Linked DNA regions of Mus musculus: all the other regions are linked to region 3. The links are chromatin contacts, called in public Hi-C and promoter capture Hi-C maps. All regions are on one chromosome and are shown on one strand. The core of a region is the stretch at or near the end of the contact, and the rest is flanking DNA. Distances in the headings are between cores, read along the strand shown.

Evidence for each region. A called contact is a pair of places that touch in the nucleus more often than the background predicts. Capture Hi-C pulls out chosen DNA fragments and counts their contacts.
Region 1: a contact with region 3 is called in a Hi-C map of pancreatic cancer cells, with 4 times the contacts expected there. The contact joins the enhancer-like site here to the promoter of Ildr2 in region 3. A contact is called at or near these places in 2 of 484 Hi-C or Micro-C datasets (the HL-1 cell line and pancreatic cancer cells), 1 of 115 datasets of contacts at active chromatin or transcription factors (bone marrow-derived macrophages) and 1 of 9 other capture datasets (adipose tissue).
Region 2: a contact with region 3 is called in a promoter capture Hi-C map of adipose tissue. The contact joins the promoter of Pogk here to the promoter of Ildr2 in region 3. A contact is called at or near these places in 11 of 39 promoter capture datasets (the 3T3-L1 cell line, 3T3-L1-derived adipocytes, embryonic stem cells and 5 more) and 3 of 9 other capture datasets (adipose tissue, liver and pancreatic islet).

What each region holds. Positions count from the first base shown.
Region 1 is chr1:166,008,191-166,011,269 of GRCm38.p6, reverse strand. No RefSeq gene overlaps it. Among named protein-coding and RNA genes, the nearest start is that of Pou2f1, 7.1 kb to the right of the region's middle. Within about 2 kb of position 1,814, at least 14 of the 459 cell types and tissues checked have an H3K27ac peak or open chromatin away from gene starts, as enhancers often do. A contact at or near this core is called in the HL-1 cell line and pancreatic cancer cells, where this site is marked.
Region 2 is chr1:166,407,977-166,411,381 of GRCm38.p6, reverse strand. Pogk (pogo transposable element with KRAB domain) reads left to right here and starts at 1,554. Exons shown (of 6, transcript NM_175170.4): 1 at 1,554-1,675; 2 at 2,051-2,384; 3 at 2,850-2,983. The coding sequence starts at 2,366.
Region 3 is chr1:166,252,218-166,255,558 of GRCm38.p6, reverse strand. It overlaps Ildr2 (immunoglobulin-like domain containing receptor 2), which reads right to left and starts at 1,420. Exons shown (of 10, transcript NM_001164528.1): 1 at 1,093-1,420. The coding sequence starts at 1,183.

The DNA.
Region 1 (3,079 bases), core at 565-3,064, 240 kb after region 3:
ATTGCCATCTAGCCCTCTTTGCTTCCTGACTGTGGAGCAGTGTAACCAACTGCCTTGAGTTCATATGACTTCCTTGTGTTGTTGGATTGTACCCATAAGCTGGGAGCTAAAATAAACCCTTTCTCCCTGAAGTCAAGAGCAGACCTTGCTTTTGTCAAGCTATTAGTGGGTTAGCCTTTACTGTGTATTACTTTCATCTCATCTTTTTCTGATAATCTTATTTCTGAACTAGATTTTTAAAAAATTATTTTAATTTTGTATGTATGGAGGAGTTGCCTGCATGTATATCTGTGCACCTGAGTGCTTAGTGCCAGAGGCAGTTGGAAGACAGTGTCAGACTCCCTGGAACCCGAGTTACAGTTGTGAGCCACCATATTAGGGGAAGGAGTCAAACCTGGGTCCCCCAGAAGAGCAAGCAGTTAAGGCATCTCTCCAGTTCCTGAACCAGCGTTCTTACTGAGGCAATAACTGATACTTTCAGGTAGCTCTGCACCATGGGCCTTGCCTACTGTACATTTAAAGTATAGAAACAATTTTAATGAGTAGGTAAAGCTGGGACAGCAAGATGGGTTCAGCAGGTAAAGGTGCATGCTGGATGAGCCAAATGACCTGAGTTCCATTTCTGGGCTACACAGAAAGGTGGAAGGAGAGAACCAACTTCATAGAGTTGTTCTGTTACCTGCACATATGCACACACACATGTATTAAGTTTATACATAATACTAATAAGAAAGAAAATAAAGTCAAGTCATTAAATTTAAATGACTTAAATTTTATACATCTAATGATATATATTTAATATAGTAATACATGTACAGTTACTGAAATACATAGTCTTAATTAAACTACACGCATTTGTTTTAACCTTTCTTGACATTACTTATCTGCTACTTACTAGTTATTTATACTCCTCCCACCTCTCAACCTGTAACTAAATAGTAGACTGCTGGTTAGAGATTGCTGTAATATTAAAACAAGACAGGAAGTGGTTTCATTGGTAGCAAGGTTATGTATTTTTCTTTCTACTTGATTAAATTCTCAACTTCTTACAAAGTTATAGACACAGGTAGCAGTTACCCAACAATTTTACTTGATTTACAAAGAGATGTGGCAGTGCAAAAATAGTTCAGGTATGAGTTGCTTGCTCATTTTGAGATTGTGACAGGGTATAAATACCCACATCTAACCAAGACGGGACTGGTTGAGTAAACCGTGGTTCATGCATGTAGTAAAGTATGCAGAGACATAAAAAAGAATGACCAAAGGCCTGAGAGGGAGCAACCACCCATACATTTAGGTGTAGAAAGCGATGTAGAGAGCAGTATACATGGTATTCAATGTTTTCACCTATGAAATTGAGAAAAATAAGAAAAGATGGATTCTTATTTTGCAAAACGAAGGTTGCAAGAAGAGATACTGGAAGATATACAACAAACTAATAAGACATGGCTTCCTAAAGAAGAATTGTGGTACATTCCTTTCATCCCAGTATGTAGGAAACAGACATAGGCCGATCTCTGTGAGTTCAAGGCCAGCAGGGGCTACCCAGCAAGACCTTTCACACACACATAAAAATCTGTATATCATAAGACACTGTAGCTCAGGTTTTTAAATTTATATAAGGTAGATCCACTAAAATAAACACATTACCTACATTTTCTAAAAGTGTTTGCTGTGTGTTTCAAGCCTAAGGTCTACAGATACACTTTCTCTTCCTGGTGACATCACCTGTTGGTGGGATCTAGACTAACAGTTCTCAGGAATAAAACCTCATTTGTAATAAAGGTTCTAGAAGGTGGATTGACTGATTAGAACTTTGTGAGTACAGAGATTAGAATGTTGCAGACTCAGAGCCAAACTATCTTGGGCTATTACAGCCTCTTTTAGCCAGGCATGGTGGCGCACGCCTTTGATCCCAGCACTCGGGAGGCAGAGGCAGGCAGATTTCTGAGTTTGAGGCCAGCCTGGTCTACAAAGTGAGTTCCACGATAGCCAGGGCTATACAGAGAAACTCTGTCTCGAAAAATTTAAAAAAAAAAAAAAAGAGTCCACTGTCATGCTCTGTATGAACTAACACCCTGTGACTAATACAGGAAACCTTCTGGAATCATGACTAGACCACTGGAATCCACTAACCTCAGATAAGAATGTCACCAGATCTATTATCTAAGACATGTAGATTTCCCCACTTCTCTGTAACCTGCCTACCTGATATTTCCATCAATATATTTGAAAATTCCTCATGACTTTCCTTTGTTCTTGTAACTGTGAAAATTTCACAGAACTGTTTCTACTTTGGAACATGGTTTTTAAGGCAATCTGAACCCATGTATTTGGGCCATGATCACTAATATTTGGCTTAAGAATAAACTTACTTCTATTTCTTTCATAGCGGGTGTTGATTTATGCTGACTAAGCTGTATGCTGATCTTTCAGGGCTTGCTTTTGTGCCTTCCTCCTTATTCATGGAGATTACTGTTTTCAGCCTGCCTCCACTTTTATATTTTCATTTAGTATTGCTATGTAATTGGAGCACAGGAAATGTTGATAGGCGTGAACTTACTGTGGAAATGGAAATCTTTTGCTTTCATCTTAACCCTAATATTGAAAAGCCTTTAAAAATCTCTTCCTGCTTTAAAAAACACAGAATTAATAAGCATTTCTTAGCAGATAAAATATTAAAAATGGCCCCAGTACTTGGGAGGCAGAAGCAGGTAGATCTTACGTGTTCCAGGCCAGCCTGGTCTACATAATGAGTTCCAGGACAATCAGAGCTACATAAAGAAACCCTGACAAAAACCAAGAAACAAACCAAACAAAACATCCCTTAAAACCGCATCTCTAAATTTTGACTCTCAATACAAAATGTGATATTTCATAGAATTTTAAATGTCATAGATTGTCAGATACCATTAAAATGTTGCCAACTATCAAAATACATTTTAAAATTAAGCCCCTTCTGAGATTCATCTTGATTTTAAAAATACTGATATGTGGAAAATGTATATTTAGAGCACATAAAATTCAGACAACTATGTTGACTTAGAAGATTAAAAGGTTGAATTAAGCTGGGTAGTGG
Region 2 (3,405 bases), core at 305-2,804, 160 kb before region 3:
TGTGTGTGTGTGTGTGTGTATGACTCTCAAAGACTAAAACTTAGCATTGCTTTTTTTCTTACTTCGGAACACATGTTCACCTTTGAGAGAAGGTGTCAACAATGGCCCAGCACCCTCTGCTCTCTTCCTGACAACCTTCTCACTTTTGCAATGGAAACTGCCATTTCCCTCAGCAAAGTTAAAAATGAGAATATCAATTAATTTAAGCCACCATTCCTGATTCTTAAAAAAATAAATAAATATATACATCAAAAGAGCTATCCATTAAAACAACAAAGGAATCCTAACCTTCTCTTTCAATATATCAATAATCTCTGTGCAGTGATTAAGCCATCATTGCTCTTTGCTCTTGTCAGCCATAACAACATTTCAAGAGTGAGTCTTCTGTGTCGTACTATATGTATTAAAAAGCACAGCTCATCTATGCCTTGGCATTTGTGCTTACACACACATTAGTGAACAGAAGCAATAAGTTTAAAGTAAAATGTTTAACAACAGCTTCTCCTGGGGGCTGTAAAGGCAGCTCGGGTGTTAAGTGCACTGCTCTTGAAGAGGATCAGAGCTTAGTTTCCAGCACCCCGATCAGGCAGCTCACAGCTACCTGTAACTCCAACACAGTGGTATCCCATGACTCTAGCCTTCAGGCATAAGCACATACCCATGCACATATTACTTAAAATAATATTTTGATTTTTAAAAACGATTCTTTTCTTAACCACAGGCTCTTGAACCCTCTCCTGAGCTGCCTCTGCTGCCGTGCTCCCCACCCCCACCTCTGCTTGCCCAGCCTTATTTAAGCAAGAATCCTAAGTCAGTTTAGCACATTTGTTATCTGATCACCCTGGTCTGCTTTCAACCAGAATCCAGTTTAGTGGGTTTAGCAAGAATCCCTCAATCTTTGATAATTCCTCTTAGTAATTATCCACACTCTTGACATCCACACCCCTTCCTCTCCTTGGCTATAAATCACCAACCCCCAAGTTGAACTCAATCTTTTAGTATTTTCAATAAGTATGAAGTGTGTGTGTGTGTGTGTGTGTGTGTGTGTGTGTGTGTGTGTGTGTGTGTGGTGTTTGTTTAAACAAGGTCCAAACAGATCTCCGACTGTAGAATCTTTTTCTGAAATAAGAAGATTTTCGAGGTCTCCTGGAACATGGTTGCTATATTCTCCACAGAGCTGTGGGCAAACAACTCGAAAAAACTTCTTCACACCTACTACGCCCAGGAAACTACATGCTTGGGAGTTAAAGGGCAATACTACAAAAATCTTCAAGTTCGCTTCTTGGTATGCTTGGATCAGCGTTCTGGACAGAACAAGAACGATGAGCCCGGTCACCCCTCCGCGCACAGAGCATTTCTGGATGCCTGAGCGGAAAGGCTGCGGTGTTCCTCCGAGCAAATGCCCACCTCGGCGGCCGCAAGTGAGCCAGCCACCGGGCTAACGCGGCTCGAAGCACCGAGGTCGCCGGAAGCGCCGCCGAGACCTGCTGACGTCACCGCCCCTAGCCCGCCCCTAACACCCTGGGCTCCGCCCACCCCTCCCCTCCCACCACGTGTCCTCGCTCCCTCCCGAGGGGCCGCGCTGGGGCGGCGGGAGCGGTGGAGACGATGGCGCGGTGAATGCCGGGCCACAGCCTTCGTCGCCCTTTGCGGCGACGCCGCCCGCTCGGCCGGGGTGAGTGCGCGCGGGCTGCGGGATCCGGGCGGCTCGTCCTCGAGGCCGGCGGAGGAGGCTGGGCCACGGTGGGGCGGGGGCCGCCGGTGGCAGTGTCGCCTCCGCCGCCGCCTTTGTTGCGGGCCGGCCGGGGAGGTAGGCGGCGTGGGCTGTCGCCGCCCCGCAGGTGGACCGAGGACCTTAGTGGTGGGCGGGGGTGGCGGGAGAGGGTTGGACAAGATGGCTGGAGCGGGCAAGGGCGGCGGCGAGCACCTTCGTGCCGGCCCCTCCCACCACCCGCCCCGCAGCTGGGCACAGGCCGCGGCCAAGTTCAGGTCCCGGGACTCCTGTGACCTCACGAGTGTTCCTACCTCCCCATGCCTCCACCCACCCCAGAAACATTGAAGAAGCTGACTCTGAACTCCGGGAAGATCCTTGCTTGGGAAGTCCCGGGAAATGGAGCTCACAGATGCACACTCTCTGCATACCCAGCAGCTGCCCGCAGTCTCTTCTGGGGAACCTCTTTGTACCAGCCTGAGGAGGCTTCGAATAGAGAGGATTTGCGACCCAGAGGCGAGGAGAAGTCCAGCCAGGTTTGGGTTGGCCTCTGCCACCCAGGCACGCCCCTCTCTGCATCATGGACTTGGCTTTGGGAGGTCCTTTGAGGCAGAAAAACTGTTAAGTTTCTGAAGTAGCTTGTGGACAGCGCCTATGAATCTGGAAAACCCAGGTGATAACTATTTTGGGCTAACTATTTAAATTTCCTATCTAGGCTGAGATACTTTGATGTGGTAGCAAATCAGCACCGCCCTCCTCTGGTCCTGATTCCGTGCTCAAACAGTCCTGGCAGTGGGAACTTCTGCCCATCACTGAGCTGTTTGAAACCTCTTCCCGGGATATTTACCCACTGTTCTAAGTTCTGCCCTTCTGCACAGAGGCTCTGTGAAAACTACTCTGGTCTCCGTGCCACAGGGGGCTCTTTAAATATTTGAAGTTAGCCAGATAAATTATCTGCCCTCAGCCTCTGTAATAATTAAATAAGCCAGCCACCTTTCTGAACCCCTTCCTTCCAGCTGGAAGCAGACAGTGCTTTGACCTAAACAGGTTTGTGTGTGTGTGTGTGTGTGTGCCTGAGCCGCCCTCTCACAGACTAGTTCCCACTGACACCTGATTGTCTGCTAACTCTTGAATGCAGAAATGGAGTCCCGGGCCTACCCTCTGAATTTGACCCTGAAAGAAGAGCAAAAGGAGGAAGAGGTTGAGATCCAAGAGTTGGAGGATGGCCCCATAGATATGCAGAAAGTACAAATCTGCTCAGAAGGCGCATGGGTAAGTAAAGTGTGAGCAGTCCAGCCTGAGAGCCAGGCTTGCTTTGGGGGTCTTCCTCCCGGAGCAGACATGGAAGTAAGAATAGCCCAGTCTCCTGTGTTTACATTCCTGAGAAAACAGCCTGGTGGCTTCAGAAGACAAATAATGGAGGAGGTGGTTAGAGGACAGGACTTCCGGCAGCAAGGCTGATTACAGGTCTCAGAAACTTGTCACTCTTTCAGTACCTGTTTCCCCTGTGCCTGACAATAGCACCATACGTATTACAGGCACCAAATTCATGGAAGACTTGGGTCATAGAGCTGGCATGAGAGGTGTATGTCTCCTAGGTGTGAGTGGAAGTGCCAGGCTCCACAGATTACACAGGTACAGGTGCAACCGTATTTAACACACACATTTATTTACAGTGTTACTAGAGACATGGA
Region 3 (3,341 bases), core at 171-2,670:
GGGTATTTGTCTTTCTTCCTTCTTGCATGTCTTTTCTCTCGTTTCAGATTTGCTTTGGCTATTTTAAGCTGGATCCCATTTTCCTAGTCTCTTGATCTCACCCCACCCTACCGCACCCTCCTGGAGCTGGTGGATGCCCCAGAGGAAACAAACTTTTTTCTTCTTGCAGCCATTTGCTCTCTTCTGCCTGCGACTGACCCGATCCTATCATCATGACCCTTCGACACCTTATTCTGTCTTCTCCACTGTCTCTTTGGTTGCCTCTGGCCCACCCCCAGCCATCCAAAGCCTCCTCCCCCTGCCCCATTTTGCCTTCAGCGGGCTACTCTGAATCTGAGGTGGCCACCCCAGCGCCACTTGTTCCTTAACCCAGAATTGCTGAATTGTACAGTGTTACACACAGGGCTTCTCCTAGCACCAGACGATGGGAAGAAAGTTCACAAAAGGAGAAGAGGTGCGCTACAAGCACCGCCAAAGTTACCTCTGAACCTCCATACAAATTAACGTTGTTGGGGGGGGGGGCGTCGATCTATTACAGGGTTGTCTTTTATCTTCTCCAAATGGCTCCAGTAAGACTGATAGGGCCTTAAATTCCAGGCCAATCAAGCTGTTCTTCATCTTCCTAAACCTTTCCCCCTACAGCCAGAGAGCCCCAGCGAATGTTCCTGGGTCTCCCTCCTCTTCTGTGGAAGTAGCTAGGGAGACACTCCCCTACCCACCTCCCAAACCCTGCCTCCAGAAAACCAGAGCTGTTAATGAATCAACCCCTTTCCCCAGGCTTTGCCCAGGACTCGGAGCCTAACAAACTCAGAGAAAGAAGGAGGAAGAATCATTGTCTGGAGGGGAAATATACCTCCTAAGAACAGCCTCATAGCGCTAGTGAGTCAAACACCTGCATCTCCATCCAGCTCCTTCGCAATCCGGCATTCTCCCTTGCCTCCCCCATCATACACACACACACACACACACACACACACCACAGGCTAAGCAGCTTTAACACTGTCAAAAAGGAGGAAAACGAAGGTGGAGTGGAACACCACCACTGTAGGAATACATTTAAAGTTATCCGTAGCTGTGGCAAACGACTCTTACCTGTTAACCAGAAGACAGCGGTCCACCCCAACACGACCCTATCCATCTTCCCCAACTTCCCATCCAGATCCAGAGTGGGAAAAGCGGGCATCAGCTGGCACGATAAGATCCGGATGACCTCGCAGCAGCAGGCGGCGGCGGCGGCGGAGCGCGGGCCCCGCGCGTCCCTGGCGCCGCAGCCCTCGGGGCTGGCCGCGCAGCCCGGCCCCGGGCGCTGGACGCCGCCGCCTGCGAGAGGCGCGCTGCCGCTGGCTCTAGAGTCCGATTGGGCTGCGGGGGCCGTTCCCGCACGCACAGGCTGCGCGGCACCGGCGAGCGCCTCCCCGCAGCAGAGCTCGCCGCGCGGGGGAGCTCGATCGCCGCGCCGCCGCCCGCGCCAACACCGCCCGCCAAAGTTTCTCGGTCACGTGCCGTCTCCCGGGGCTGGGAGGTCAGAGCCTAGCAGCGAAGTCCACCCCAGAGGGCGGACCATGTGGCGGGGGCTGCGACTCAAGCTCTACTTGAGCCACCAAGCAGGCTGGGACTCGATGTTTCCTTGCACCTGTACTGGGTGTCAGGGACAGAAAGGCTACAAGGACTTGGCATAACTTCTCCTGGGGCTTAGACCTGTGTGGTGTTTGTTTGTTTGTTTGTTTGTTTGTTTTTGTTGTGCCCTGGCTGGTGCATCTGGTTCAACGAACCAAGAGGCCCCAACCAAATTAGGATCCATAGGGGAGAAACCCTTTAGGCAAAAATCTTTTTTCTGTTAAAACGTATGTGGCCTTTTTAACAGAAAATGAGCAGAGAGAGAGAGAGAGGGAGAGAGAGAATGGGAGGGGGAGGGGGAGGGGGAGGGGGAGGGGGAGGGGGAGGGAGAGGGAGACTACACCTATACATTCTCCATTTGCAGCGTACATTTCCATGGGCTATGCCCACTTTTAAAATGGAGTTGTCTCCTGTCTATTGGAAAGGACTCACAATACGTTGAGAAAGCACTGAGAAACGAATGTTTGGGTTAGCAAATATATACTAAGGCTCTCCTAGGCTCTAAGCATTAAGGCTACAGGATGAGAATGGTGTCCCTTGAGGAGCCATATCCTGGGTCCAGGAGAGGAAGAAAGGCCAGACCTTTAGAGGCATAATGCATAGTCATTGTAAAAAATATGCCGGTTGATGTCATTGTAGAAGAGATAGGGAAGGGGCAGGTGGACTCAGGAAAGAACAAGTTAGTCCCAGGGGTGGGGCTGATGACCACAATAAAGGAGACATCTGTGTTAACACTTGAAAGATGGGACAAGATTTGGGCTTGTTGAGGGTTGGTGGCAGTAAGGAAGCAGACACCCATATTCTGTCTAGAGGAAGGGAGAAAGAACTCCGAAGGACCGAAAAATGCCCGTGAACTCGGAAACAGAAATCCTTCACCCTAAGAATGTATGCATGTGAAAGCAGGGGTGATGTATATATGGGGACATGCAGAATCAGGAGGAAGCTCAATGGTGGCCTTTTGCCACCACTTGCCTTCTTTTTGCATATCTGGACAGTTCCAAATACAGAAGCCAGAAAGTCTAGTCACCTCCTAACCACCAAAGCTGGAGGAGAGGCCCCTGGCCCCAGTATGGCCAGGGTGACCTCTTAACAGGTAGGTTTCTGAATCTGGATAAAGTAGTGCAAGAGGCAGGCACACCGGACAATCAGTTTTGCCCGGAGGTAGCAGCAGCATCAGGGGCCGGGGCCAGGTGTGGTGGTTGGAGGCTGGGTGGCCACCCTGCTCAGGGGTGTGATCTGAGCTGCAGTCCTGGTGTGGCCTCTCTAGGTTCCCACTTGTCTCCTACATCTGGATCTTCAACGTTTTTAGTAAGTCTTAGAGTCACTCATTACATTTCATCTTTTACTTAACTTGAGTGATTTGTATGCTATTAAGAGTCCTGAGTAATAAGCTCTGTGAGAGAAATTTGAGAACTATATCCTTTAGCACCCAGAAAAATCAGAAAATTAAGATGGGACTTAACATCCGGAGGTTTCTTATCAGAGCCTAAGCAAGTTTGTGGGTGTTTTACAGGATTCCTGGTTTAATCCTAATGAGGAAACTTGAGCATAAAGATTGTCACTAGGACCTTTAAGATCAAGAAGCCAATGAATGCCAGAGCTAGACTTTAACCTCAGGTCACCTGGCTTCAAAACGTATGCTTTCCGCTACAAAAAGTTTGTCTACATAAAAGGGTTAAAATATCAATGTATTTGTATTATGCTCTGCTATTTACTGCATGCCT